Regions from separate parts of the Sus scrofa genome. Here region 2 is linked to region 1. The links are chromatin contacts, called in public HiChIP or PLAC-seq maps. All regions are on one chromosome and are shown on one strand. The core of a region is the stretch at or near the end of the contact, and the rest is flanking DNA. Distances in the headings are between cores, read along the strand shown. Region 1 has its middle 27 kb from the start of KLHL31. Region 2 overlaps GCLC (glutamate--cysteine ligase catalytic subunit).

What was found. HiChIP or PLAC-seq counts read pairs in DNA pulled down with a chosen protein or histone mark.
Region 2: a contact with region 1 is called in an H3K27ac HiChIP or PLAC-seq map of skeletal muscle. The contact joins two enhancer-like sites. A contact is called at or near these places in 5 of 47 Hi-C or Micro-C datasets (embryonic fibroblasts, fetal heart ventricle, fetal skeletal muscle and 1 more) and 1 of 2 datasets of contacts at active chromatin or transcription factors (skeletal muscle).

The regions. Positions count from the first base shown.
Region 1 is chr7:27,059,084-27,064,002 of Sscrofa11.1, reverse strand. No RefSeq gene overlaps it. Among named protein-coding and RNA genes, the nearest start is that of KLHL31, 27 kb to the left of the region's middle. Within about 2 kb of position 3,587, at least 5 of the 83 cell types and tissues checked have an H3K27ac peak or open chromatin away from gene starts, as enhancers often do. A contact at or near this core is called in skeletal muscle, where this site is marked.
Region 2 is chr7:27,227,785-27,233,011 of Sscrofa11.1, reverse strand. The region is part of intron 1 of GCLC (glutamate--cysteine ligase catalytic subunit); the gene reads right to left. Among named protein-coding and RNA genes, the nearest start is that of GCLC, 21 kb to the right of the region's middle. Within about 2 kb of position 3,476, at least 2 of the 83 cell types and tissues checked have an H3K27ac peak or open chromatin away from gene starts, as enhancers often do. A contact at or near this core is called in skeletal muscle, where this site is marked.

The DNA of each region.
Region 1 (4,919 bases), core at 2,338-4,837:
ATGACTTTCCAGTAAGCACAAACCTCCAAAATCCTAGAGTCTTCTTTCCTGTTAGAGGGTCTTTGCCTTTCCCCAATGGTTACTTGACATCTTTCAAAGGGACAGTTTGTGGAGGTTCAGTGCACAGACTCTGAGGTGAGAAATACCTGGATTTGTGTGCTGCCTCTGCCATTCTTTTTGCTGTGCGATCTCAGGCATGTTAGTCAACCTCTCTGTGCCTTCAATGCTATTAATGATATCTATTTCAATGAGCTACTGCGAAAGTTGAAATAATCTATGTGGTGTTTCAATACCGACGAGCACTAATCAAAATGCTAACTTTTGGAGTTCCCACTGTGGCACATTGGGTTCAGAATTCCACCGCGGTGGCTCGGGTCCCTGCAGAGGCACAGGTTCCATACTCGGCCCAGTGCAATGAGTTACAGAATCCTGAATTGATGCAGTGACAGCTTGGATTCAACCCCTGGCTCTGGAACTTTCATATGCCCTGAGTGTGGCCATACAAAAAGTAAAAAGCTAAATATTATCATGTGTTGCCTTTTTTTTTTTTTCATCTTCTTGTCTCTAGAGTCCTGGTTATTTTTACCGATACTCAGCACCTTTTGGGGTTCTCTTTTTTTCTCATGAAACCTGGGCACAAGCCTATCATTTTTCAATAACTCCCTCCACCACTCTGAACCCAAATCCAGACCCAAGTTTGGTTGCTGAATGGAGTGGCTGCCACTGAGAGCTCAGCTGCATACCTAGGTTATCAGTGAGACGTCAGCATTTCTGCAGGATGTAAAGACTGATACTATTTGAGAACAGCAGCTTTGGCGTCAAACAGACCTGGGCTCAAGTCCTAACTCTGGTCTCTGAGAGTTTACCTGGCCTCAGACCACGTGGTCCCTCTATGCCTCAGTTTGCTCACCTGTCACACAGGGTATACAGCATGGGCTGCCATGGACCTCGTCCACGTGCTCCATCAGGTGGCACTCCACCCTCCCGCTCTCTAGAAGGCAGCACGAAGCCCCCTGACCTCTGGCTGCACGTGGGAAGCACCCAGAAGTCGGTTGGCACATCCCTCTCCCAGGAGGGCACACGTTGATTCACACCTCTGCAAAAGCAGCTCTAAAGTCACTGCTGGGCACACACAATTTTGCCGTGGATTGAGTCTACAATTGTCACCTGTAATTTTACTTCGTTGCTGCCCTGGCAGGAGTCTTTTATCTCCTCTTACTCATCTTTGGCGTACCCTCATGCTGAAGAATCCAAATCGCTTGCCCACCATTTCCATTTCCGGGCACGTCCATGCAGTTCCTTACCTGTGTGCCTCTGCCACTCCCCGCCGGGTCCTGACTGCAGGGCTAAATCATGCCCAGCTCACATGCCTTCAAGCCGTTTCCCATCTCCTTCCAAACACAGGAACTGGTCTCTTGCGAGAACACCCATATTCTTGCGTATGTATCTTTCTTTTGGCAACTCATCACTTCCTGCCTGTATCATAATCACCTGTTTTATTTCCTATGTTGTTTTGGAAGTTCCGTGGTGGCACAGCAGGTTGAAGATCTTGTGTTGTCGCTGAAGTGGCTTGGGTCGCTGCTATGGCGTGGGTTTGATCCCTGGCCCAGGAGCTTCTATATGCCGCAGGGATGGCCAAAAATAAATAAATAAATAAATAAAAATAAAAATAATAAAATAATCAAATAAAAAGAAAAAAAGAAGAGTCCATAAATGACTCATCTGGTGCCCCCACGATTACTTTCCACGGAGGCTGCCCAACAAACACTTCATGGATGACACGTGTTGTGTTTGTGGGTAGGTGATATCCACACACTGGCTGAAAGGGTGATACAAACTAGTTTTAAGGATTTGCTTGTAACTAACGATTTTGGGGGTGCTCAGCTGTCTGAGTAAGGACTGTGTTTCTGTAAAGCCCTGCCGGGCCTGGGGGAAGGGATGAGGAGTAAATTCATCTCTAATTTCGCTCTTGGATCACTGCTACTTATAGGTCATGACAAACCCTGTCTAAAAGGCTCACTCGGGGTAACCCTGCATGGAGAGTGATATTCCAGAACAGATGGCTGTCCCGGGGAGGGGAAGGCATGAAGGGAGAGTGCAAGGAAAAATTCTCACTGTCTGCCTGCCGACCAGGAGAAAGAGGACACACCGTCCACGCTGGGCTCTTTGATTCCCCTCTCTCATTAGGACACCCAGGATGAATTGTGTGTATGACTTAGTGGTAAATTCAGCCAAGATGTATGAACTCACAGTGGGTGTCCCAGCACTGCCCTGTGCTTTGGGGGACTGGAGGCAGGGTCTCTGCCCCCAATGTATTCCTCAGGTTTCCGTGAGAAGCAAGATCTAAACAAAACTGTCCACAGCAAGGAGGCACATGGATGGGTTCATGATTTGACAACTTTCTTCCCCAAAGCCATTTATCAGCTGAGAGTATTTTAACACAATTTGAGGTCACATTATGTGAACCAGATTCTCTTGCCTGAGTTACTCTCCTGCAAGGAATAAAATTCCTTTAAGGCAGCCAAGGGTAAAAATAGCCTGCCATGGACTTGAGTTGCCTCTTCGGAAGCAAGCTTCGGTGCTTCCCTCCCTTTTGAACTCCGAACCAGCCCTGCACTTCTAACCCTCACCCCAGAAGCTCAAAGTGACACTACTGGTTATGGGCATTTGAGGGAAGTGCACAGACTGGCCTTGGGTCCTGGGGGTGGACTTGACTCCTGGCAGGATTGGTGCGGGGGAGCAGGTTGAATGGCCAACCTGCAGCAGATGGAGCCTGGGGCCTCCTTTCGCTTGAGCTTCCACTTAATGGGTGCTGCTTAAGATTCATTGACAAAGGTTATGATTTGGAAATGAGGAAGTGACATTTCACTTTTTTTTTTTTTTTTTTTTGGTCTATTTAGTGCTGCATCCTCGGCATATGGAGATTCCCAGGCTAGGGGTCAAATCGGAGCTGTAGCCCCAGGCCTATACCACAGCCACAGCAATGTGGGATCTGAGCTGCATCTGCAACCTACACCACAGCTCACCGCAACGCTGGACCCTTAACCCACTGAGCCAGGCCAGGGATCGAACCCGACTCCTCATGGATGCTAATCAGATCCATTAACCGCTGAGCCACGATGGGAACTCCACATTTCACATTTTTTAATGCCTCTTAATCTACTGGTAACCACTTGCTTCTCCCTCTTCTTGTCTGTTTTCTCAGCAGCTTACTTCTAGGGTGGTGGGAAAGATGAGCGCAAATCCATAAAAGTTCTTGGTAGAAGGAGGGCAGAGAGCAGCCTGCAAAAACATTAGGTGTTATACGTAGGATCCATCACCTGCTACTGGGTCTCAGCCTGTTCTCTCTGAAAGCAGAAACTCAGTTGGACTCCTTCCTCACTGCAACCTGACCTCTGGCATAAATACATTCCTCGCTTCTATTAAGTCGTGAATCTTACCTTTAGTAAGATTTACTAAGAAGTCATTTTTAGTAGTAATTGCTACAAGTGAGTCTTCCTTCCTTTTTCACACCCACATGTTTATTGCGACACCCCCTCCACCCAGCACCAGCTGGTTCGGGAGAGGGGACCTTCTACCTCTGGGTGGCGGGAGCTCTCAGGCTCAGAGCAGTATTTGGAGAGGCTTGGGGACAGCCTTGGTGTGGCCATGCTTGTGTAAGGGGATTTGGGGTGGGTTTTTTTTTTTTTTTTTTTTTTTGGTCACAGTTGAATGGACATCAGCTCTTGCAGCTGCTCTCTGGCTCTGTCCAGAGGAAAGCCACTCTAAAAATAGAATCAAAGAGAACAAATGGTGGGTCTGATAGACTATTTTGAGGTGGAGGAGGTTGGAGGATCCAAACCTGAAAGAATGTCATCCAGGAGGATGAGGAGCGCACAGAGTTTGGAGAAGTGTGGGGGCGTGAGTTTTACAAAGACTCAGTTGGCCAAGTTCGTGGCCGTGCGCTGCCCACAAGAGGTTAAACATATAATGTATTGGCAATGATCTAAGGTTAAAAGTTTTCCATGAGGTTTCCAATGTACAGAAAATTGCTGTATATCTTCAGGACACAATTTAAGTTTTCAGAGTTAGTGTCAGCCTTTAAAATGGTGTTGGGGCAGCAGGTGTCCACTTGGAAGAAGATTTAGCTCCACAGTCCCTGGGACTCGTGGTTTGCCATGACATAAACCTATGCGTATGGCCACCCTAGACCCCATCCTTGAGCTCACAGCCTAAAACCTGACCCAGGTGTTCCCCTTATCCCCATGGGCTTCCTCTTCCTCTTGGTAAACCTGGAGTGATCTGAATGAGGGGTCAGCAGAGTTCCGGTGTGCACAGTAGGTTAAGGATCTGGGATTGTCATTGCAGCGGCTTGGGTGGATGCTGTGGCATGGATTGAATTCCTGGCTCTCGAACTTCTGCATACTTTGGGTGCCGCCAAAAAATAAACAATAATAGATAAATAAATGAGAGGTCAACAAATCAAGCAGTAGCACAAGTCCACTTGTGTGGATTAATCTCATATGTGGGTGACTGGAGTACTGTGTCCAGAACTATTGTTAACTTTTTAGTTCATGTCCTAACACAGTGGTCTTAAAAAATATAGATAGGAGCTCCCATTGTGGTGCAGCAGAAATGAATGTGACTAGTATCCATGAGGACATGAGTTCGATCCCTGGCCTTCCTCGGTGGGTTAAGGATCCAGTGTTACCATGAACTGAGGTGTAGATTGCAGGCTTGGCTTGGACCTGACGTTGCTGTGGCTGTGGTGTAGGCCAGAAGCTGCAGCTCTGATTCGACCCCTAACATGGGGACTTCCATTTACCATGGATGTGACCCTAAAAAGAAAAAAAATATATAGATGTAATTAATTGCATATGTAAAATATATATACCTTTTATATATGAGGTATATGTATTGTATATATACCTTTTGCATTT
Region 2 (5,227 bases), core at 2,227-4,726, 170 kb before region 1:
AGTCTTTTTTAGCAAGTGGTGCTGAGAAAACTGGACAGCTGCATGTAAATCAATGAAACTAGAACACAACCTCACACCATGCACAAAAATAAACTCAAAATGCCTTAAAGACTTAAACACAAGACACCATCAAACTCCTAGAAGAGAACATAGGCAAAACATTCTCTGACATGAACTATACAAATGTTTTCTTAGGTCACTCTCCCAAGACAATACAAATAAAAACAAAAATACACCAATGGGACCTAATCAGACTGACAAGCTTTTGCACAGCATAGGAAACCATAAAACAAACAAACAAAACCTACGGAATGGGAGAAAATAGTTGCAAACGATGCAACCAACAAGGGATTAATCTCCAAAATAAACAACTCATACAACTGAACAGCAAAAAAACCAAACAACCCTAATGAAAAATGGGCAGACGACCTAAATACACATTTTTCCAAAGAAGACATACAATGGCTAATAGGCACATGAAAAAAATGCTCAACATCACTAATTATTATAGAAATGCAAATCAAAACTACAATAAAGTACCACCTCACACTGGTCAGAATGGGTATAATTAGTTAAGTCTACAAAAAACACTGGAGAGGGTGTGGAGAAAAGGGAATCCTCCTACATGGTTGGTGGGAATATAAGTTGGTACAACCACTATGGAAAACAGGATGGAGGTACCTCAGAAAACTAAATATAGAACTACCATATGACCCAGCAATCCCACTCCTGGGCACACATCTGGAAAAAAACTTTCATTCAAAGAGATATATGCACCTGTATGTTCACAATAGCCAAAATATGGAAGCAACCTAAATGTCCATCAACACGTGAATGGATTAGGAAGATATGGTATATATACACAATGGAATGCTACTCAGCCATAAAAAAGAACAAAACAATGCCATTTGCAGCAACATGGATGGAACCAGAGATTGTCATACTAAGTGAAATCACAACAGGAAAGACAAATACCACATGATTTCACTTATATGTGGCACTAAAATATGGCACAAGTGAACCTATCTACAGAAGAGAAACAAACTCATGGACATAGAGAACAGACTTGTGGTTACCGAGGGAGAGGAAGTGGGATAGACTGGGGGTCTGGGGTTCGTAGATGCAAACTATTACATTTAGGAGGGATAAGCAATGAGGTCCTGCTGTACAGCACAGGGACCTACATCTAATCTCTCGTGACAGAACATGATAGAAGGTAATATGAGAAAAAGAATGTGCGTGTGTGTGTGTGTATATATAAATATAAATAACTGGGTCACTTTGCTTTACAGCAGAAATTGACAGAACACTGTCAATCAACTATAGTTTTTTAAAAACTTTAAATAAGGGAAAAAAAAAAAAAAAACCTTACAGAAAGGTTGACCTTTTTGACAAAGTGTACTTCAAGAGAGAAGTTATTTCAAAGCTAAAATTTAGTAAATTTCAGTTGCATGAAGCCGTCAAATTTTACAATATATGTCCTCAGTGGGCTTACTCTAAGTCTAAGAAAGTGGTTACCTGGGTGTTCCAATCCAGGTAGATTATCCTCCTTCCTCATTGGTAGGTTATGTAATCATCCCACCATAAGCCTACCATTGGGCTGTTAAATCATAATCAAAGACACCAACACGGAGAATCTGGTTTAGGAGTTCAACAACTTCGTTTTGGTTTTTCAAAAATAATCTAAACAACTTCCCCATTCTGAACTCATATAAAGCTTACAATGCAAGGTGCACTAGTGCATCTATAACAATACCTGGTGGAATGCTGATAAAAATCAAGAGTGAAATGCCAAAGTAAGACTTCTCTAGGCAGAGTACAAACAGAACCTGCTTTTGTTTTCCCTAAAGTCGCAGGCTTTAGGGGTTCCCGTCATGGCTCAGCGGTTAACAGACCCAACTAGCATCCATGAGGATGCGGGTTCCCTGGCCTGACTCAGTGGGTTAAGGATCCGGTGTTGCCATGAGTTGTGGCCCTGGCGCAGGCCAGGGGCTACAGCTCCAACTGGACCCCTAGCCTGGGAACCGCCACACGCCTCAGGTGCGGCCCTAAAAAGACAAAAGACAAAAAAAACTTAAAAATGAAGTCGCATGCTTTCAAAATCACCATAGTTGGTGTAAATAGTGAAAACTGTGAATCACCACTTAGGGTGAAAATAAGATACACATTATCCATGTGTCAGGGAAAAGGCTGGAACTGGGTCATTCAACACTTGAGAAGACCCTGTGAGAAGAGATGGCAAACCTGGGCCATGAGGCAGACTAGCAGCAGCAGTTTTTCAGCTTAACACAGTATTAAAAAAAAAAAAAAAAAAGGAGTTCCCGTCATGGCTCAGTGGTTAACGAATCCGACTGGGAACCATGGGTTCCAGGTTCGATCCCTGGCCTTGCTCAGTGGGTTGAGGATCCAGCGTTGCCATGAGCTGTGGTGTAGGTTGCAGACGCAGCTTGGATCCCGCATTGCTGTGGCTGCGGTGTAGGCCGGTGGCTATAGCTCCGATTGGACCCTGGCCTGGGAACCTCCATATGCCCTGGGTGGGGCCCTAGAAAAGACAAAAAGACAAAAAAAAGAAAAAAAAAAAAAAAAAAAAAAGGCAAACAACAGACCTATCACATGTAAATCCAGATCCCAGCCTGGGAAACCAAACAAAGCCGAGACCTGGGTCCAGAGGGCCTGAGGCTGCTAAGGGGGGCCTGCTCTGTAGCGACTCCCCGTTACCTTATTTACTGGTATCCACCCTCTCGGGTCTAGGAAGGCAGCCACGTTGGCCAACCCCATCGTAGTTAACAGTACCACTTAAGAGACTATTTTGCCCTTCGACTAAGAAATACAAAGGGGTAAAAAATGTTAATAAGCACAAGAAAAGAGCCTGGCAGGTTTAAATGACAACAGAAACTAAACTTTGGATTAAATTTTATCAGTCATGGCTATGGACTGAATGCTAGTGCCTCTCACCCCAATCACAGGTTGAAGCCCTTCATCTCCAAGGTGAGGATATTTAGAAGTGAGGCTTGGGGATGGGGTGGGGAGATTAGGTCAGCAGAGTGGAGCTCTCGAGACGGGATCTGTGGCCTTTTAAGAAGAGGTGAGAAAGATGATCTCTCTCCAGCAATGTGAGGACATGGTGAGAAGGCAGCTGCTTCTAAGCCAGGAAGAGGGCCTTCGCCTGGTACCAAATCTGCCAGCACTTTTGATCCTAGACTTGCCAGCCTCCAGGACTGTAAGAAATAAATGTCTGTTAAGCCACCTAGCTGGTGGTCTGTTAAGCCACCTAGCAGCGTGAACTGACCAAGATAGCTGTCTGACTGATGAGTTCTAGTTCCCATTCTTGGTTCTCTATTAGAATTTTTTAGTTCAAAAAACGGGTAGTATGGCCTGATTTCTGCACATAAACCAGAAATAGGAGATATGCACCTGTACAGTCACTCAGTGTCAAATGCCTGAAAGCTGTAGGCTGCAGAGCCTGAAACTACCTATTCCCAACATGAAGTACAGGTTTCTAGATAACATCTAAGAGCAAGTGCTCCTGAACAGCTAAAACCTGAAGGAACAGGAAACTGTGGTAAGTCTCTGGATGGATATCTGAAAATATTCTAAGTGTGAGAAACAAATTTACCTTGAAACAAGCATAACGAAAAGTGGTACACCATGAACTTTGCACCTATGGATCCAAACCTTCAACTTCAGCACACAAGGCATGAGCACCCACTTCACAGATGGGCAAAGAGGATCAGAGAGGCAAAGTAAACTGCCCAGTGCTGAAAGTGTCAGAGCAGGGACTGGATCCCAGCACTGCCTGACCTCAAGGCCTACACACCTTGCTGCTAGAACCACAGGGCATGCCAGTCTTGGTTAGTGATAAGCTTTCTTGGGGGAAAAAAAAAACCAAAAAAAAAACTGTTGGGAATTCCCATCATGGCTCAGCGGAAACGAATCAGACTAGCATCCCTGGCCTTGCTCAGTGGGTTAAGGATCCTGCGTTGCCGTGAGCTGTGGTGTAGCTTACAGACAAGGCTTGGATCTGGCATTGCTGTGGCTGTGGTGTAGGCCGGCAGCTGTAGCTCCAATTTGACCCCTAGCCTGGGAACTTCAATATGCCACTGTTATGGCCCTAAAAAGCAAAAACAAACAAAACAAAAATTTGTTGTAAGCTATGAGGCAGGGAAAGGTTATAATACTGGCTGAAAACCTCTCAGACTAATATGACTCCATTTTATGCAGTGGGTCTGACATTATATCACAGAAGCTGAGCTGTAACAGTTACAGCTACAGATTTAAACTGAGGACTAGGGCTATGAACCAGACCGTGTTTGCTCTCTGTAGCATCCTGAGCTCTCCCAGGTGGAAGGCCTCTTCCTCCTCAGATCACTAGCTCCAACACACCTGCCTGGCATCGTCTATTATAGGTGAAGTGATCTTCTTAACCAGATAAACATGCTTCCAGAAAGAAAGACGAAGAGATCTTCCCTTGCTGACAGGGTTTCCACCATTTATCTACATCAAAATGAGCAACAACTTTGGTACCAAGCATATAACTAAACTGTAATCGTTTTTGTTAGTTTCCTAGTTTTGAAAGAATTGAAACCCTTGGATTTCAGAATCATGCTTATTAGCCCAGAAGTTGAAAGCTTGGGTAGCACAAGGGAACACAAAGCTCAATCTCAGCCAAATGGGTGACATTTGAAATGCTAACAAACCAAAGTCTCTGTATTGAAAACATAATCACCCATGATCTCATTAAGCAACTGAAACAGAAAATATCAGAATATTTACCACACGAGAAAGAGAAACAAACTACTTTTGAATAAAATCTAAGTTCAATTAGAAGGCTCAGAATCCCCTGAACAGTTTACAAACTCAAATATAAGGCTTTCTGAATCCACCCCTAGAGGCACTCCAGATCTTTCTGTATCAGGGGCTCAAAAGGGCTGTTTTTGTGGGATGTACTTTTTTTTTTTTTTTTTTTTGTCTTTAGGACTACACCCACGGCATACGAAGTTCCCAGGCTAGGGGATGAATCAGAGCTGCAGTCACAGCAACAGCAACACCAGATCCGAGCCACATCTGAGACCTACACCACAGCTCATGGCAACGCCGGATCCTTAACCACAGAGCAGGGCAGGGATCAAACCCACATCCTTATGGGCACTAACTGGGTTGGTTACAACTGCGCCACAACAGGAACTCCTCAGAAGGGCTCTTTAGCCTCTCAGCTTTCTCTTAGCTT